2 separate regions of the Macaca mulatta genome follow, and region 2 is linked to region 1. The links are chromatin contacts, called in public Hi-C maps. All regions are on one chromosome and are shown on one strand. The core of a region is the stretch at or near the end of the contact, and the rest is flanking DNA. Distances in the headings are between cores, read along the strand shown.

Region 1 (3,753 bases), core at 149-2,648:
TTAGCCAGGATGGTCTCGATCTCCTGACCTCATGATCCGCCCGTCTCGGCCTCTCAAAGTGCTGGGATTACAGGCTTGAGCCACCGCGCCCGGCCTATTTTGTATTTTTTAGTAGAGACGGGGGTTTCACGGGGTTAGCCAGGATGGTCTCCATCTCCTGACCCTGTGATCCGCCCGTCTCGGCCTCCCAAAGTGCTGGGATTACAGGCTTGAGCCACCGCACCTGGCCACAAACCCTATTTTGAACTGCACCTGTGAGGAATCTAGATTGCACACTCCTTATGGGAATCTAACTGATGATCTTGAGGTATAACAGTTTCATTCCAAAACCATTCTCTGCCTCAGGCCCACCCCCCAAGCCCTGTAGAAAACTGTCTTTGATAAAACAGGTCCCTGGTGCCAAAAAGGTAGAATTGGAATCTAATTTAAATCTTCATCTCTTGCCTGAAATATTGCAACAACTTCCTTTTTGCTGTCTTCACTTTCACTCTCCTGAAATCTATTCTTCAATGCCACAGGGTAATAGTGTGAGGATTAAATAAAAACTTTGTCAACTTTAAAGCACTCCACATATATAAAGTAGTAATAAGGCCGTTGCAACGGCTCACACCTGTAATTCCAACACTTTGGGAGGTCAAGGTGGGAGGATCACTTGAGGCCAGGAGTTCAAGGCCAACTTGAACAGAGCGAGACGCTATCTCAAAAATAAAAAAAAAGCCAGGCATGATGGTTCACACCTGTAATTCCAGCACTTTGGGAGGCCAAGGCAGGTGGATCACCTGAGGTCAGGAGTTTGAGACCAGCCTGGCCAACATGGTGAAACCCTGTCTCTACTAAAAATACAAAAAATTAGCTGGGTGTGGTGGCGAGTGCCTAAAATCCCAGTTACTTGGGAGGCTGAGGCATGGAGACTCGCTTGCATCTGGGAGGTAGGGGTTGCAGTGAGCTGAGATCGCATCCCTGCACTCCAGCCTGGGTAACAGAGTGAGACTCCATCTAAAAATAATAATAATAATAATAATAATAACAAATTAGTAATAGTGGAGGGGAAATAGATCTAACCAAATAACTTGTCTTCTTAAAAACTTTCAGTGGGCCGGGCGCGGTGGCTCAAGCCTGTAATCCCAGCACTTTGGGAGGCCGAGACGGGCGGATCACGAGGTCAGGAGATCGAGACCATCCTGGCTAACACGGTGAAACCCCGTCTCTACTAAAAAATACAAAAAACTAGCCGGGCGAGGTGGCTGGCGCCTGTAGTCCCAGCTACTCGGGAGGCTGAGGCAGAATAGCGTAAACCCGGGAGGCGGAGCTTGCAGTGAGCTGAGATCCGGCCACTGCACTCCAGTCTGGGCGACAGACCGAGACTCCGTCTCAAAAAAAAAAAAAAAACAAAAAACAAAACTTTCAGTGATTTATTCAGTACCTAGAGAACAAAGCTCCTTATATATGTATTTTTTGAGACTGAGTCTTGCTCTGTTGCCCAGGCTGGAGTGCAGTGGGGTGATCTCGGCTCACTGCAACCTCCACCTCCCAGGTTCAAGCAATTCTGTGCCTCAGCCTCCCAAGTAGCTGGGATTACTTGCATGCGTCACCACGCCCAGCTACTTTTTGTAGTTTTAGTAGAGATGGGGTTTTGCCATCTTGGCCAGGCTGGTCTTGAACTGACCACGTGATCCACCCACCTTGGCTTCCCAAAGTGCTGGGATTACAGGCTTGAGCCACCGCGCCTGGCCTCTTCTTACATGTTTTGTTGTTGTTGCTTGCTTTTTGGGACAAGATCTCACTCTGTAGCCCAGGTTGGAGTGCAGTGTCCCATCATAGCTCACTGCAGCCTTGACGTCCTGAGCTCAAGCAATCCTCCCACCTCAGCTTCCGGGATAGCTGAGACCACAGGCACAAGCCACCATGCCCAGCTTATTCTTTTTGGAGATATGGGGTCCCACTATGTTGCCCAGGCTGGCCTCCAACTCCTGAGCTCAAGCGATCCTCTCCTGCCTTGGCTTCCCAAAGTGCTGGGATCACAGGCGTGAGCCACTGTGCAGGCCTTATATGATCTTAAGCCTCTTCATATCCTGAACTAAATGTAACTTTCCAGTTTCGGCACTTGTTCTGGCACTTTTCCTCCCTCGCTAGATAATACTAATCTTTAATCATGTAGTTTGTTTCCATGCCCATACTACCCTATCTGCTTATAGTGTCTTCCACTTCGCCCAAGAAATCCTACTCAGCTAGCTTGTGTTGTTTTGAGACACTCTCGTTCTGTCGCCCACGCTGGAGTACAGTGGCGAGATCTCGGTTCGTTGCAACCTCTTCCTCCCGGGTTCAAGCGATTCTCGGCCCTACTCAGCCTTTAAAACCGGAATCACGGGTCAAAACTTTCTGGTAAACCACGAGACGGTTTAGGTTATGAAATTCAATGCCCCCTTCCTCTGAAGTCCTGCAAATCTCCAGTAAAGCACCACAGATTGACGAATATTCCAGCCGTTTCCCTCTCCCCTCCGATAGCTCCATTTCCCACTTCTATCCATCTTCTCGAGCTTCCTCAGCTCCTCCACCTCCATGAGGCCTGGAAAGCACCTGGTTCCAGGAATGTGAGTCGGAGGCTCAGAGCTACCAGCGCCAAAAGCTGACGTTCAGATACTGCTGAAACAAACCACAAGAGTGCTAAGGCTCTAGGTAATAGTCCGGCTCCAGGTAATAGTCCAGCTGGGATGACGGTAGGAACTCGCAGGCCCGCCGGCGGTGCATGCCGGGAGATGCAGTCCCGGGCCGACGCATTACCTCTTGGGAGTTGTAGTCTTCGATCTGGTAAACAGACCACAGCAACTCTGATGTCTTCCCCCACCGTCCCCCGAAAACCCTCGCCCCACCCGCGAGGGACTAGGGTAAGAGTAGGGGCGTTGCCGTGGTTGGCCTAGAACTCCTAGGCTCAGACGATCCTCTCGCCTCGGCCTCCCGAGTTAGCTGGGACTACGCGCGTGAGCCACCGCGCCCGGCATAAAGTCTGAATTAGTCCTTACGCAAAAAGGGAAGAGGGCAGTCCGTAACCTCGCGCAGGATCAAGCTCTCGAGTTCCAGTCTTGGGCTAGCGCGGAGGGCGGAAGGGGCAAGAAGGCGGATCCGGAAGGCGGAGATACGTTACGCCGACGCGGGCGTGACCCTGGGCGAGAGGGTTTGGCGCGAATTCTGAAAGCCGCCGGCGGAGCGCGCCCAGCGACCAGAGACCGACCCTTAAGGAGAGCGCGGCGCTTCCCGAGGCGTGCAGCTGGGAGCTGAAACTCGTCTGGGTTGTGCGCAGAAGGCTAGGGCAAGCGAGTAGACTTGAAGTGGGGCGTAAGCCAGGGGCGTTGGGGTCCGCGCGGGTCAGGCGCGTGTCACCCCCGCAGGGTGAAGTCGGAGCGCGCGGCCCGTTGGAAAGAGCAGCGCTGAGGGCCAAGGTGAGTGTGTGAGGCGCAGGCCGGGCCCTCTATAGCTGCGGCTCGTCGTCGCCCACCTGGGTCCTGGCCGGTCCAATGCTCAGGGGCAGGTGGGGTCTCCGCGCACAGTGTGAAACCCGGACGTGGCAGGGCGTGTCCGCGTCCGACCGACCCTCAGTTGCTGGGGCGAAAACACAGGTGGACCCCAGTCTTTAGAACTAGGGGAGAAACATTAGAGCCTTCATAGCCAACACCCGTTTTATGAGTTTGAGCGAGGAGTCTGAGATCAGAGCGGTGTAGCCACAGCTGTTTAATATCACAGCCAGGGCTTCCGGAT
Region 2 (3,749 bases), core at 1,009-3,508, 68 kb after region 1:
ATGCTCAAGAATGTAGAGCAATAAAGATCTCTGGGAATGTGGCCACTTCTAATCTCAGAAGAAAGACTACTGCGAAGCAATTAACAAACAAAATACAAGGGAAGGAAGCACACTGCAATACTAGATTACCACCAGATTATAAAGTGCTGACAATCAGTTGCAATCTAAGGTGATAGCTCTTTGAAGACTCCTCCAGAACTAACTTTTCCAAACCATCTAACACTGGCAATCAGAGAAAACACTCACTTCCAATTAGCGTGGGAGTGAGATAATGTAAACGCTCCTCTTGGCCAGGTGTGGTGGCTCACGCCTGTAATCCCAGCACTTTAGGAGGCCGAGGCCAGGAGTTCGAGACCAGCCTGGCCAACATGGGGAAACCCCATCTTTACTAAAAATACAAAAATTAGCTGGGCATGGTGGCGCACACCTGTGATCCCAGCTACTTGGGAGGCTGAGGCATAAGAATCACTTGAACCCAGGGAGGTGGAAGTTGCAGTAAGCCAAGATCATGCCACTGTACTCCAGCCTGGGCAACAGAGTGAGACTCCATCTCAAAAAAAAAAAAAAAAAAAAAAAAAGAAAAGAAAAGAAAAAAACACTCCTCTTGCACAAATATGGTAGTAGTTTGAACCAGCCCTAGATCCTTTGCTCAAATGAATTAACAAATCTGCAAATTTGAAAGAACTACTCATTTCAGCTGTGCGGGCTGCCAGCCACATTCAGCTTCAATTGCATTAAGCGTGCTCCTAGCCCTATGCCCTAGAAACTCCACTGGACCAGGTGACCAGGCCCAACAGGCCCAACCTTGCCACTTAATCTGTGACAGCCTCAGGAAAGTTACACAGTCTTTTTGAATCTTGGTTTCCTCATAGGAGGGATTAAAAAACAAAACAAACAAACAAAAAAACTTGAATGAGATAGTTTCCAAGTTGTCTCCAAATTCAAATATATGATTTAATACATAAGCCTGAAGACTTTTAATCCCTACAAGATTATTCTTTTTGCCCTCTTTTGGATTCTCTCTACTTATTACACACCTCACCCAACACTAAGCAAGTGCCTTTAACACCCACATAGCACTAGTGTGGCCAGAACTAAAAGTGAAAGCTAAGCAGCTAAGCAGTCTTTTTGAAATATACTTGCTTGGGAATACAGGGTAAAGAGTAGAAAAAACCATGACTGCCTTTTTTTTTTTTTTTTTTGAGACGGAGTCCCACTCTGTCGCCCAGGCTGGAGTGCAGTGGTGAAACCTCAGCTCACTGCAACCTCTGCCTATTGGGTTCAAGCGATTCTCGTGCCTCGGCCTCCCCAGTAGCTGGGACTACAGGCCGCGCCATCACGCCCGGCTAATTTTTGTATTTTTGGTAGAGATAAGGTTTCACCATGTTGACATCTGGTTGAATGTTGGTCAGGCCAGTGTTGAACTCCTGACCTCAGGTGATCCGCCCGCTTAGGCCTCCCAAAGTGCTGGGATTACAGGCGTGAGCCACCGCGCCCGGCCCGACGACTGCTTTTTCAACAAGCTTCCAAAAAAGTGAAACCCTAAGGCGCTTCTCTACGTTGCCCTGTCCCACAATCTCCACCAAAAGCAGCCTAGACCCCAGGCCCATCAGTCTGCAGTGACCGCGGTCTCAGGAGACGGGCTCCTACCCTGGCGTCCGGTCTCTGAAGTCTGCGTATAGTCCAGGGAGTTGGGCAGGCTCTGGCTGCGGCCATGGCGCTGGGTCCGTTTCCATCGCTGGCTGTAAAGGAGGCACAGGAATCCAAGGCCGGCGGCGGTACCCAGCAACAGTCCCAGCCCGGCACGGGCACCACCCAGGGCTCCCAGTCTAGACATGCTGCACCTGCGGCCAGCAGAAGCCACCGGGAGCAGGCGGGCGGCCGGGCGGGCGTAGGGAGAGAGAGAGATTCGTGAGTCTGGTAAACCCACCCCCAAGGCAGAACCCCGGCAGGTACCCCCTTGCCCAAACCCTGAGCTCCTGACTACCTGCATCCCAGTCTGAACCCTAAGGCTTCCTCCAGCCCCCTGGGCCCCACTGCCGCTCCCCTCACCCAGCCTGGACATAGCCACCCCTCCAGCACATCCTCCGATCCGGGTCACAGAGTACGGCTTCTGGGCCTTCAACCCTCCACCTCAGCCTCACAACACTGCAGACCACAAACCCGCCGCCCTGGCTGCAAACTCCCGGCCTTCCCCTGCGGCCCAGGAACGCGCTCTGGCCTGGCAGGAGACCCACTCAAAACCTTACCCGGCCGCCAGCCACCATGGCAGCAGCCGCCGCGGGCTCACGCTGTCAGTGACCGTGACGTCAGACAGACGGCGCCAGCGGCTCGGCGCCCTGAGGGAAGGCGCACGGAGATGACCACGCCGGCCCCACCCCCGGCCTGTTTCCCTCAGGAGCGAGGCCACGGGCGCCGGCGGAGGGGCGGAGTCAGCACAGCGCAAAAGGAAAGCAAAAAGGGTCCGAAGGCTGAGGAAAGGCGGGAAAGCGGGGAGACTTCTTGGGCGGACGCTGGCGCAGTCACCCTCACCGTCCGGCATCCAGGCCTCCATTTCCCTCCGGTCACACCGGCTTACTTGCTGCTCCCGGAATACGCTCAGCATATTCACACTTTCTCCCTGCGCTTCTGCCCGGACCTCCCCTCTGTACCTGGAAAACGTCACCCTCTCCCCACATTTTATTTTTATTTTGTAGAGACTGGGTCCCGCTCTCCTGGTCTCCAGCGATCCGCCTGCCTCGGCCTCCCAAAGTGCGTGAGCCGCCGCACCCGGCCATAAACCTTAAACCTAACGTACCGTTTTATAATTCTATTTTACTCTTGTAATTGTATGCAACTTCTAATTTTGGCAACTAAAAAGACCGATTTTATGGACTACGATGACGATTGTATTGTGAATATTTCTTAAGAGTTAAAATTTTCTTTAGTGATAGAAGAAAGTTCTAGGCCAGTTCTCCCAATACCCTTGACTAGATCTTATATTTCTTTACGCTTTAATTGTGAGTTACTGTATACATATAAGAATACAGGAGGCCTGCGGTGGTGGCATGTGACTGTAGTCCCACATGCCCTGGGGGCTGAGATGGGAGGATCACTTGAGCCCAGGGTGTGGAGGCTGCAATGAGCCATGAGCACTCTGGGCAACGGAAGTCAGGATTTCGAGGCCACCCTGGCCAACCTGGCGAAACCCCGTTGTTAGGCAGGAATCTAGACCCAACATGGCAGCGTTACCCGGCGTAGCAGGCCTTTTGTTAAAGACTCCCTTCACCCTTGTACACACCCTCAGACTTACATGCGTCAGAGTTCCGGCTGGGCAGTCACACGCCCAGTGACCTGCAGCTCACGTGCATTCCACAAGTTCGTCAACAGCAATTTCCGTCGACAGTTTCCAAAGACCCCTTCCTCATGACCCTTACTCAACTCCTGCTCTAGTAGTTTCAAGACCCCCCAGGCCCTGTTTGCACAACCAGCTTCCCTACCTCTCAGGCTATAAGAAGCCCCCACCCTCCTCCCTCAGCGCGACTTCCTCGGCCCACACCTTTGGACTGAGGAACCTCGCCCGCAAGCCCTAATAAAAGCTATTCTCACTGCCATTTATTTGCCTTGTGTCTTCGTTCCCGGTTCAGCTCCAGCCTCAGTTTACCTTTACATTTGGTGCCGAAACCAGGGAGGAGACCCCCTCCCCAGACCCCTGCTGGGTCGAGCAGCCTCTCCTCTCCCCGAGCTGGGATCCCCTCCTCAAGCCTGGC

The links. A called contact is a pair of places that touch in the nucleus more often than the background predicts.
Region 2: a Hi-C map of fetal cortex germinal zone shows a contact between it and region 1, with 2.1 times the contacts expected there. The contact joins the promoter of RMDN3 here to the promoter of RAD51 in region 1. A contact is called at or near these places in 3 of 14 Hi-C or Micro-C datasets (CD4 T cells, cortical neurons and fetal cortex germinal zone).

The regions. Positions count from the first base shown.
Region 1 is chr7:18,029,546-18,033,298 of T2T-MMU8v2.0, forward strand. RAD51 (RAD51 recombinase) reads left to right here and starts at 1,399. Exons shown (of 10, transcript XM_015141943.3): 1 at 1,399-3,437.
Region 2 is chr7:18,097,055-18,100,803 of T2T-MMU8v2.0, forward strand. It overlaps RMDN3 (regulator of microtubule dynamics 3), which reads right to left and starts at 2,259. Exons shown (of 13, transcript NM_001261760.1): 1 at 2,250-2,259; 2 at 1,651-1,844. The coding sequence starts at 1,837.